3 separate regions of the Mus musculus genome follow, and all the other regions are linked to region 1. The links are chromatin contacts, called in public promoter capture Hi-C maps. All regions are on one chromosome and are shown on one strand. The core of a region is the stretch at or near the end of the contact, and the rest is flanking DNA. Distances in the headings are between cores, read along the strand shown. Region 1 holds the start of Dmpk (dystrophia myotonica-protein kinase). Region 2 overlaps Ceacam19 (carcinoembryonic antigen-related cell adhesion molecule 19). Region 3 holds the start of Cblc (Casitas B-lineage lymphoma c).

Region 1 (3,542 bases), core at 469-2,968:
TTATAACCAAAGCTCCAGGGTATAAGGTCCTGTGCTAGGGTGGTTCAGCCAGAGGGGAGAGCAGCTAGGTCTGAGGCTGGCGACTGGGGGTGCGGGGTGGGCAGAGGGAGGTCAGATCTCCCTTAGGGAAGTTCTAAGGCCGGGGAGTAAGGATGGAGGAGGGACGTGTGGGGAAGCGGGGAGATGGGGTCACAGAGAAGAAAGGGGTTTGGGAAAGTGGGCAGCCGGGGAAGATACAGCTAGGGCCAAGGCTGGGGGGTGGGGAGGAGGAGAGAGCCAAGGCGTTGAGCCCTTTTAAGGCAGCGGGAACCCAGGCCCCCTCCCCCGCCCAGGCCTGGCAGGGGAGGGGCCCACAGGATGCTGCTCAGGCCACAAAAGGACTGCTCCTTCCCAGAGGGTCAGACCCCCTGCCCCCACCCCAGTTCTCAGTTTACCCTGCCAGCCCAAACCCCATCCTTCAAAAGAAAGGTTGAGGGAGACACTAAAGACTGGAGAGGAGAAAAAGTCTTTCACAGGCTTAGCAGTCTAACCGATGGCCTCAACCTTTCCATCTGTGAAACGGGGGAGGAGGGGAGAATGCACTAGGGTCACACACATGGGCAGACAGCCAAGAATCAAGACCTGGACCCTTAATAATAGGCACAGAGCAACAAAACAGGTCGTTACTTGTAAGGAAGCTGGGGTAAGCTGGAGCTTTGGCTCAATGTTGGGCAGGAGCAGATAAGGCTCCAAGCTTGTCCACTAGGCCTGAGAAGACCTCTGGGGAAGGGCATTTAAGTCAGCAGAGGAATTAGAGGTCTTGAGCTAGAACCACAAAAGCAGATGAGAAGCCAGGAGGGATGACCAATCTGGCCCACAAAGGCTGGGCGGGATCAGAGTGCTAGGGATGGGCACACTCAGAAGCTGAAGTTGTTCCTTCCTCTTAATTTGGGGAACAGAAAGGGTGCTCGGTGGCGCCTGTCTGCCGGGCTGGTTCTCCCCCAGGGCCTCTGTGAGTCACAGTGCCCTCATAGCTCCTGGACACCTGTCAGGGCAGCTGGGGAGGCAGACGCCAAACACCTGCCTATGGGCCACACCCTGGCAGCTGCCCCACGCTGTCCCTCCCCACACTCTGGGAAACTGGGGAGGGCTATGAAGCCAGTTTGAGGAGCCAAGGGTCCTAAAAGAGAAAGCTGCCAGGTCCTAGTGTGGGTGCTGAGATAGCAGGAGGCTATGCCCACCCCAGCCTGCACTGGCTGAGTCATAGGTGGCCTCACTGACCCTGGTGCCTCACCAGGGGAGCTTGGGGTCAGGTCATGAGCTCTGCTTGGCTCCCTTACAAAAAGCCCTTTCCAGGCCCTCCTGCCCCTCCATAGCCCATTCTTGCCCTGTAGACCCACCTCTGCCTTGCACCCAACCCCAGGCTTCCTATCCATACTCACCCCACTGCAAGAAGTCGGCCACATACTTGTCCTGGGCTAGGTGAGAGGCACCCAGCTCCTGGTGGACGCCCAGGAGAAGGTCGAGCAGGGGCTCCAGTCCCAGGAAGCCTGGGTCCAGCACCAGCTGCTGGAGCTGCCTCAGCCGCACTTCGGCTGACATGTTGGGCAGGCAACACCATGGCCCCTCCCCGGGCCGGAGCTCGGGGTCTTCCCGTCACAGGGCCTGGCTGCCCCTGTCCAGGCCCCAGAACCCTAGCTGCATGTCTGCCCGTCCCTGACTATCCCTTGGGTCTCTCTGGCCAGTTCTATGCTTAAGGCCTCCTCCTCTTTTCTCCACCCCTTGGCCCAGCCCCCCTCCCGCCTCCCAGTTTTTAACCCCTCCTGAGCCAACACCCCAACTCCCTTCTTCCAGGGCCCCTCAAAACTCTTCAGAGCCCAATGTCAGGGGACAGAGTAATACTCCAGGGTTGCCCCCCCCCATTGACTCTACCCACCCATAAAGAGAGCACAGGGAGTTACAGGTGGGAGGTGTCAGTGCCCAGGAGAGCCAGTCTATAGACTCAGAGCTGGGAGGGGTTGGGGGAAAGGGCTGATGCCTGGGCAACAGGGGGTGAGGGGGTAGTGGGGGGGGCAAAGGCCAGGGGCAGCTTCTTCGTGACTCAGCAATGGATTCCGACTTTGGGACAGTTAAATTTAGCCCCTGTGCCTGCTGTATTACCCGCCCCCCCATTTTTTGGCAGGAGGTAGAAGGAAGATCAGGAGAGAGTTTGCTCAGCCGCCAGGGCCAGGGGTGACCTGCTGGCCCCAGCCTGGGGGAGGCAAGTGGTGGATCCAGGCCCTCCTTAAGCAAAAGAGAACCCCAAAATAGCTCCTTGGCCACAGGCCGGGGCAGCCACATTCCTGCCTGGGCTAGGATTAGAGACAGAAACATTTTAGGGGTTGAGGGCGGAGCTGCCTGGACAGCAAGCCAGGCGACAAGTTAGCTTCTTTCTAGGGTGGCCAGTTCTCTGGGGAGGAAATCATGACCTCCAGCTGGCACTAGATGGCCAGTCATAAATGGGCCAGGGGCAGCAGACTGCAAAGGCATGTTCAGAGGAGGCAGGGAGTGCAGTCAATTCCAGCATCCTCCTCTCCCCAAGGAGAGCATGCTTGGATAGTCCTGGTGTTTAAAACAAGTTTCAAACATCTCCAAGGACCTAGTAGGAAGGCCATCTCAGCCTCTTGACTTTGGGGGTCGAGACTCATCTTTCAGAGGGCTCTCTGCTCGGGGCTAGGGATGGGGAAACAGCTAAGATTGGGCTTCCTTTGGTCAGAGCACAGCTTGGAGGCCAAGTACTGCAACCCCCACCCTACCCTGCCCCAGGGAACAGAAACACTGTGCAAACAAGGACTTTAGTATAAATAAGAGGTCCAGGGGAACAAGGAGGGCCCTCAGGGCTTCCATAATTTAACACTTTCAAAATCACAGACCATAGCAAGGGGTGGAGTTTGGGCAGGAGTGGGGATGGCCCCTGCCCTGCCCTCTCACCCAGGGGTACTGTGGGCTAAGTCTCTCCCAGGAGTGAACAGTCACATGCTGGGACAGGGATATGGTTAACACTGATGTTTCAGAGAACAGGTCATTGTACTTGGCAGTGGGTGGAGGACAGGGCCAAGGCCACACAGGACACTACATCCCCATGGCTGGGCCAACCTAGGGGACCCCCAGTATGTGTGCAGCGTGGGGCTTGGAGCAGTCCTTCCATCATGATTAGTCTTGTTAATACAGTGATTCTTGAGGTCAGCGGGGAGGGTTATGGCTAGGAGGCCGGGAACATGGGACATCCACATTTCACACCACAGTGCCACTGGGGGAGCTGCCTGGTTGGGAGGAGATGCCCTGGGGAGAACAAGAGGAGAAAGGTGGATTAGACAGCACCTGGGCTTCTGCCAGAACCCGGAGAAGGAGCCACCCAAAGGCCTTGGAGCTGCTGCCCCAGCTGGGATCTGCCCCCCAGGCCTAAAGCTGCTGTCCTAGCTAGGAACAAACAGCTCGGCCGTCTCCACTGACCCAGAGTAGCACTTCCACAGTAATGTGGCCCCAGGTGTCCTGGGCATACAGGGGACGACAGTGGAGAGAAA
Region 2 (3,542 bases), core at 381-2,880, 790 kb before region 1:
ACTTCCTGATGGACCCTCGGCCCAGCCTGCACAGAAGACAGAATCTCAACTTCCAGACCCCACCCCTCAGGGCTTCACACCTATAGAAAGGACACATGGGACACCCACAGGACAACGCTGCAGGGAAACTGGCAAGATGGGCTCTGCCATAGACTCAGCATGACATGGAGTCAGTGCCTCTCGGGATGAGAGACTGACAACCCCAGATCCCCAATGTCCCAACAACCTTCAGTCTGTGCCTCTTGGGCCACCTGCCTCTAAGAAAGCAGGCTCCTGCCCCACCCAAGGCCAGCGGCCCCATCCAGGTATTTGAGTGATGGGAAGAAGGCCTTGGTACTCCACCATAAAATTCCATCCAGCTTTAACCAGTTACCCAGAAGCCCTTTCCTTGGGAAGAAAGCACTACCAGGAAGGCCGCACAACCACCGGAGGTTCTCAACCTGTGGGTCAAACCTCTTCAGAGAGTCAAATAATTGTTTCATAGGGTTTGCCTAAGACCATCAGAAATGCCAGATATGTAGATTATGGCTCATAACAGTAGCAAAATTACAGTTGTGAAGTAGCAACAAAATTATTTTTATGGTCGGAGGTTGTGGTGACAACTTGAGGAACTGTATTAAGGGTCTCAGCAATACAAAGGTTGAGAGCCACTGCTCATAGAGCCAAACACCTGTCAGGAAGATAACAGCCTTGGGCAAATTAACTGCCCGACCCCTGACCTGCTTCAAAATCAGCCACACAGAGGACTGGGACTGTACAGCACAGCTGTAGAGCGCCTGCCCAGAGCCCACCCGTGAGGGACTGAGAACATGGGGGCGCGGCTCTGCAGATGGGCTGCTTGCGGAACTGGAGAGAGGCCTGGGTTTAATCCTCAACCGCAGGGGGACAAAACAGTAGTTAGTCCTCAGCCACTGGGAAGACGTGACACGTGACACGCCTGGAGGAAGTCTCTGGAAGCTTGAAAGCTCAAGAAACTGCCCCACCCTGTGGCCTCTGGGCCCAAGGATCAGTGACGGCCACTTTGGACTCACGGCGTTTGATTGTAAGATGATAAACTGTAGTTGTTTTAAGCCACTCTTTGATAGCAGGTTGTTCCAGCAAACAGGAAATGGGGATGCTGAAGGATCCCAGGGAGGGGACGTTACAACCACAGCTGATTGGCAATATGCAAATGAGCCCCTCGGAGGGACTTCCCCAGGCTTTGATCTCATACAACCAGTGCATGACTAAGCTGGCCATCCAGATCAACCATGTGACCTGAGGGCCAGAGGAGACAGAAGGAGTGAATAAACCAGGGCTTAATTATGTCTTTTTAAAAGTTCTTCTTTTGAGACAAAGTCTCTCTGTGTAGCCCTGGCTGTCCTGCAATTTGCTTTGTAGACCAGGCTGACCTCAAACTCACAGAGATCCACCTGCCTCTGCCTCTTGGTTGCTGAGTTAAAGGCGTGTGCTACCAGCAGCCAGCCAAATTTATAATTTAAAAAAAAAAATTTATTTGAGTGTGTGTCTGCATGTGCGTGTGCGTGCGTGCGTGCGTGCATGCGTGCGTGCATCTGTGTCTGTGTCTGTGTCTGTGTCTGTGTGTGTTTTCAAGTTCGGTTAGATGATGTTCACACTGTGCTCTTTCTCCCTCTTCTGGCCTTAGGTGGAATTGCATTTCCACAGCCCCTAATTAGAATGCAAAAAGCTCTGATTAATGAAATGTGGGTGCAAGCAGTGCCCAGTAGTCCAGGTGCGCCATCACTTTCCCTCCAGACTCCAGTCACAGTGACTAGCCCTGTCAGTCAGGTTCCTGAATGAGCCCACCTAAAGCTGAGTTCTCCTGACCCTTTTCATAGCTGTCTACCTGAGACCGAAGTATCACAGGAGTGAGAAATATAAACCCTAAATGAGCCACGCTGTGAGTAAAATGGGGCTTCTTATTACTGCACCGTAGCCCAGCTCAATCTGACCACAGGTGAGGAGACCCAGCCTTCTCAACATAAAAACTACATTTCCCAGGAGTCCTTGCAACTAGATCTGGCCACCTCGTGGTTAAGTTCAATATAATCAAAAATGGAAGTTGTATAAACAGTTCACAGAGAGGTCTTCCCTGCAAGAAACAGAGCAAGTGAGAGAGTTGGGGTCCTGGGGATGCTGTAGACAGATTCACCATGCTAATTAGAGAGAGATCTGAGCAAAAACTCCCTAACTTAAGTGACTTCTCTGGGGAGTCACAATTTTCCAGGCTCTTTCTAAACACGTTTAACCCACATCCAAGCAGCATTTTCCAGATAGGGCGTCTAAGTCTAACTGCTCCACTCTCACAGGACAGTCTGGAGAATGCTGCACTAGTCATAGTGTCCCTAATAAATGCATTCAAAATATATGCATTTATTAAGTATATAGCAAGCCAAAGTAAAAAGAATAAATAACAAGTCAGGCATGGAGGCTGTACTGCCTGGGTTTGTGTCAACTTGACATAGGCTGGAGCTACCACAGAGAAAGGAGCCTTTCTTGAGGAAACGCCTCCATGAGATCCATTTTCTCAATTAGTGATCAAGGGGGCAGGGCCCATTGTGGGTGGTGGTGCCATCCCTGGGCTGGTAGCCTTGGGTTCTATAAGAGAGCAGGCTGAACAAGCCAGGGGAAGCCAGCCATTAAGGAACATCCCTCCATGGCCTCTGCATCAGCTCCTGCTTCCTGACCTGCTTGAGTTCCAGTCCTGACTTCCTTTGGTGATGAACAGCGGTTTGGAGGTGTAATCTGAATAAACCCTTTCCTCCCCAACTTGCTTCTTGGTTTTGATGTTTTGTCCAGGAATAGAAACCCTGACTAAAATAATAGTGCATACCTTTGATCCCAGCAATCAGGAGGCAGAGAGGCAGGCAGATCTCTGTGAGTTTGAGGCCAGCTTGGTTGGTCTACAGAGCAAGTTCCAAGACAGCCGGGGCTACATAGAAAACCCTTGCCTTACAAAAACAAAAGATGAATAAAATTTTAAAGTAAATTAAAGATAATAAATAGCAAGCAAAAGGTAAATAGCAAAACACTATCAAAGCAGATGCTCACAATATCCAGTGGGAACCTACCTACTGGGCATGGACATCAGGCGTCAGCAGTGGCCCCACTCAGCTTCTCTCCATGGAGGAGCTCCTGGCTCCTCTCTGTGCAGACACCTTTATATCAGAGGACAAAGGATAACAGCCTCGGGCTGGAGAGTTGGCTCAGCCATTAAGAGCACGTGCTTCTTTTCCTAGAGGACCTGAGTTCCATTCCCAGCACACCTGCCTGTAACTCCTGCCTGTAACTCCTGCCTGTAACTCCTGCCTGTTACTCCTGTAGTCACAGACACATTCACACAATAAAAATAAAAGTAAAAGAAGAAGAAGAAGAAGAAGAAGAAGAAGAAGAAGAAGAAGAAGAAGAAGAAGAGGAGGAGGAGGAGGAGGAGGAGGAGGAGGAGGAGGAGGAGGAGGAGGAGGAGGAGGAGGAGGAGGAGGAGGAGGAGGAGGAGTAAGACCTTGGAAATGACTTGTCTTCTAGCTGTCCTCAAAGACATA
Region 3 (3,542 bases), core at 644-3,143, 710 kb before region 1:
AAAGTCACCTATTCTGTATATTTCATAGGAATAGAATCATACCATACATAGTATTTTAATTTTGGTCATTTTATTGGGGAAGGAATGAGGCAGGTGATCACATAGCCCAAACCAAATCTACGAACTTGATATGTAGATGAAGTAGACTTTGAACTGGTAATTTCCCTGCCTCCTCTTCCCAAGTTAACAGGCACAGGTCACTATAATTCATGTCTGTGATTCTGGGGGTGGAACCCAGGGCTTTTTATGTTCTGGACAAACATTCACCAACTGAGCTACATCCCAACCCAGCCCCAAAGATCCCAAAGATGGGCCTTCTGTTAGGTTTTGTTTGTGTGTGTGTGTGTGTGTGTGTGTGTGTGTGTGTGTGTGTGTGTGTTGGGGATGGATTGGGTGGTTTGGGAGAAGTTTGTTTTTCTTTGGGTTTATGTCTGTTTATTTACGTGCGTGCATGACTGTGGACACATGTGGAGGTCAGAGGACAGCTCATATTACTCCCTTCTCTCCTGCCACTCTGTGGGTTCTGAGAACCAAATTCAGGCTGTCAGGATTGGTGAGGAGCACTTTCACCCAATGAGCCAAATTCCCAACCCCGTTCGGTTGTTAGAAACAGAACCTTGCTTTGTAGCCCAGGCTGGACCATAATTCAACATCTTTGTTCTCTTCTTCCTGAATAATTAGGTTTAAAATTATCTGAAAACACATTCAACTTCAATTTTTTATGTTTGTTTGTTTGTTTGTTTTGGAGACAGGATTTCTCTGTGTAACTCTGGCTTACCTGGAACTCTCAATGTGTAGACCAGGCTGGCTCTAAATCAGAAATTAGTCTCCCTCTGACTCCATCGTGCTGGGATTTTTTTTTTTTAATAATAAAAGATATTGTACCAGGCATGCCCCGTGCCTTTAGTCCAAGCATTTGGGAGGCAGAGGCAGACAGATCTCTGTGAGCTTGATGCCAGCCTGGTCTACAGAGAGAGTTCCAGGACGCCCAGGGTTGTATGGTGAGATACTGTCTAAAAAAACAAAGCTAGAACAACAAAGTGTGTGTGTGTGTGTGTGTGTGTGTGTGTGTGTGTGTGTGTGTGCTTACCCAGGGTGTCTTCAGAGGACAGAGGCTTCAGATCTCCTGGATCTGGAGTTTTTGCCAAACAGGGAGGGAGAGGAAGGGAGAGGAAGGGAGAAGGAGAGAGTGAGAGAGCAGGCAGGCTGAGGAGTCAGTACCGGGCCTAGCTGGGGTGGTGGCTGGCTTGCTGGATGCCCTGGGTGCCCTGGGGCAGAGAGAACCGTGTCCACGGCGCCCTCTGGTGGCTGTCTGAAGCATAATCAGGGCGGACCTACAGGTCTGGCAGGTTGGGGTGCAAACCTGCCCGGCAGCCACTTCCTGCAGCCCTGTGCATTCCTGAACGCCACTTTCCGCCACACCCCTTTCACCTCTTTTGAAAATCTGGGTACTTAAACTGTAACTAAATTTCCCTTACCTGCCACGGGAGCCCGAACTCCGGTGGTTCTAGTACCTTACCTCGGGGACATAGAGTAACTACTTGACTTTCTGTTCTTAGAAGACTCAGCTCTCTGACTCCCCTATGAAGAAAGACTGACAGCTTCAGCCACAATTCATGAAAGGGTGCCTTGTCCCAGAGCCCTACTTGCGGAACCACCTCTTTTCTCAACACCAATAAATCCAGACTCTAGCCCTCCTCTCTCAGACCCAGGGGTCTAGTCCCAGCTCTCCTCCCTCAGACTCTACAGGCGTCCAGCTTCAGCCGTCCTCCCTCAGACTCTCCAGGCCGGCCCCTTTTACCTACAGTCCCCTCCTGGTCCTCCAGGACCTGCCCCCTGCTCCCTCTTGGTCCCGCCCCTACCTGGAGCCTTTCCCCGCCACACCCCTCCGTCCCAGTCCCAAGCCACCCGAGGGACCCATGGCTGCGGCGGCAGCCCCGCGAGGGTGGCAGCGGGGCGAGCCACGCGCGCTTAGCCGGGCGGTGAAGTTGCTCCAGCGCCTAGAAGAGCAATGCAGGGATCCCAGGATGGTCACGGGGCCCCCGTCCCTGCGGGACCTGCTGCCCCGCACCGCGCAGCTACTTGGAGAGGTGGCAAAGGCCCGGCGCGAGGCCAGGGAAGACCCCGAGGGTCCCGGTGGCGCCGATGACTTTCTGGCCATCTACCTGGCCAATCTGGAGGTCAAAGGCAGGCAGGTGGCGGAGCTCCTGCCACCCCGAGGCAAAAAGGACGTGAACCAGGATGTTTTCCGGGAGGGCTCCAGATTCAGGTGAGCGCTAACCTACCTCAGAGACAAGTCACAAACTAGTGATTTCCGGATTGTGTGCCACCAGCCGCCTGTTCCCTCAGACCCAGGGGTCCAGGTTCCACCCTCCTCCTTCAGACCCAGAAGTACAAGCTTCAACTCTCCTCAATCAGACCCAAAAGTCAAGACCCTTTATTCCATCAGACCCAGGAGTACAGGTCCAGCCTTCCTCCCCATTATTCCCCCCTTTAAGCACCCTTGCCTCCAGGCCCCCTTTCTTCCTTTTGTAGATCAGCTTGAACCTGGGGTGCAGGCGTGTGTCTCTCCTAGAAGAGCAAACTTCAGCTGGGCAGTGGTGGCGCACGCCTTCAATCCCACTGGGAGACAGAGGCAGACGAATTTCTGAGTTCGAGGCCAGCCTGGTCTACAAAGAGTTCCAGGACAGCCAGGGCTACACAGAGAAACCCTGTCTCGGAACAACAACAAAAAATAAAAGAGCAAACTTCCTGTTGGGGAGGCAGGATGAGTTGGACCCACCTGTCCAGCCTGAGAAACAGGCCAGCCCCCACTCCCACCTCCACTTCCACCTGTCTGGGTTCCAGCAAAGATGTCTGTTCCAAGGATCTTAGACGTGCCTGCCCTCTGGCTTGTGGGACAACTGCATAGAACTGGAGCTGGAACCCAGAGCAAGGTCTAAACTGGTGATTTGGGTCTGGCTCCCTAGCCTTGTTGTGACTTGCCTGAATAAATAAATATATATATCACATATATATATATAGTATAATATATAGAGACACACATGTGCATATATATGTGTATATATATGTATGTATGTGTGTGTGTATATATAATGAAAATACATATCTCTTTTTTCTTTCTTTCTTCCTTTCTTTCTTCCTTTCTTTTTTTCTTTCTTATGTAGTTCCAGCTGGCCTTTAAACTCGATCTGTAGACCAGGCTGGCCTCAAACTCACAGAGATCCACCTCCCTCTGCCTCCTGAGTACTGGGGTCAAAGGGCTCTGGCACCACAATCAGCCCAGAGTAATAAACTGGTTCTCTTGTTTGGTTGGTAGATTGGTTGGTTGTTTTTGGATCCCATTTCTCTGTGTAGCTCTAGCTATCCTGGAATTCCCTCTGTAGACCAGGCTAGCCCAGAACCCACATAGATCCACCTGCCTCTGCCTCTGAGAGTAAAGGCCGTACCACCACTGCTCAGTTACAGATTTCTTTTGTTGTTGTTGTTTTTTGTTTTGTTTTTGTTTTGTTTTTTCGAGACAGGGTTTCTCTGTATATCCC

Evidence for each region. Promoter capture Hi-C pulls out the DNA fragments that hold promoters and counts their contacts.
Region 2: a contact with region 1 is called in a promoter capture Hi-C map of pre-B cells, with 5 times the contacts expected there. The contact joins the enhancer-like site here to the promoter of Dmpk in region 1. A contact is called at or near these places in 2 of 39 promoter capture datasets (liver and pre-B cells), 1 of 115 datasets of contacts at active chromatin or transcription factors (pancreatic cancer cells) and 2 of 9 other capture datasets (liver and macrophages).
Region 3: a promoter capture Hi-C map of hematopoietic stem and progenitor cells shows a contact between it and region 1. The contact joins the promoter of Cblc here to the promoter of Dmpk in region 1. A contact is called at or near these places in 5 of 39 promoter capture datasets (hematopoietic stem and progenitor cells, liver, pre-B cells and 1 more).

What each region holds. Positions count from the first base shown.
Region 1 is chr7:19,082,034-19,085,575 of GRCm38.p6, reverse strand. Dmpk (dystrophia myotonica-protein kinase) reads right to left here and starts at 1,718. Exons shown (of 15, transcript NM_001379257.1): 1 at 1,422-1,718. The coding sequence starts at 1,581. Dmwd (dystrophia myotonica-containing WD repeat motif) reads right to left here. Exons shown (of 5, transcript NM_010058.2): 5 at 2,801-3,300. The coding sequence ends at 3,253.
Region 2 is chr7:19,874,594-19,878,135 of GRCm38.p6, reverse strand. Ceacam19 (carcinoembryonic antigen-related cell adhesion molecule 19) reads left to right here. Exons shown (of 7, transcript NM_177036.5): 7 at 1-2,394. The coding sequence ends at 9. Among named protein-coding and RNA genes, the nearest start is that of Ceacam19, 12 kb to the left of the region's middle. Within about 2 kb of position 1,630, at least 163 of the 459 cell types and tissues checked have an H3K27ac peak or open chromatin away from gene starts, as enhancers often do. A contact at or near this core is called in macrophages, pancreatic cancer cells and pre-B cells, where this site is marked.
Region 3 is chr7:19,795,160-19,798,701 of GRCm38.p6, reverse strand. Cblc (Casitas B-lineage lymphoma c) reads left to right here and starts at 1,893. Exons shown (of 12, transcript NM_023224.5): 1 at 1,893-2,269. The coding sequence starts at 1,920.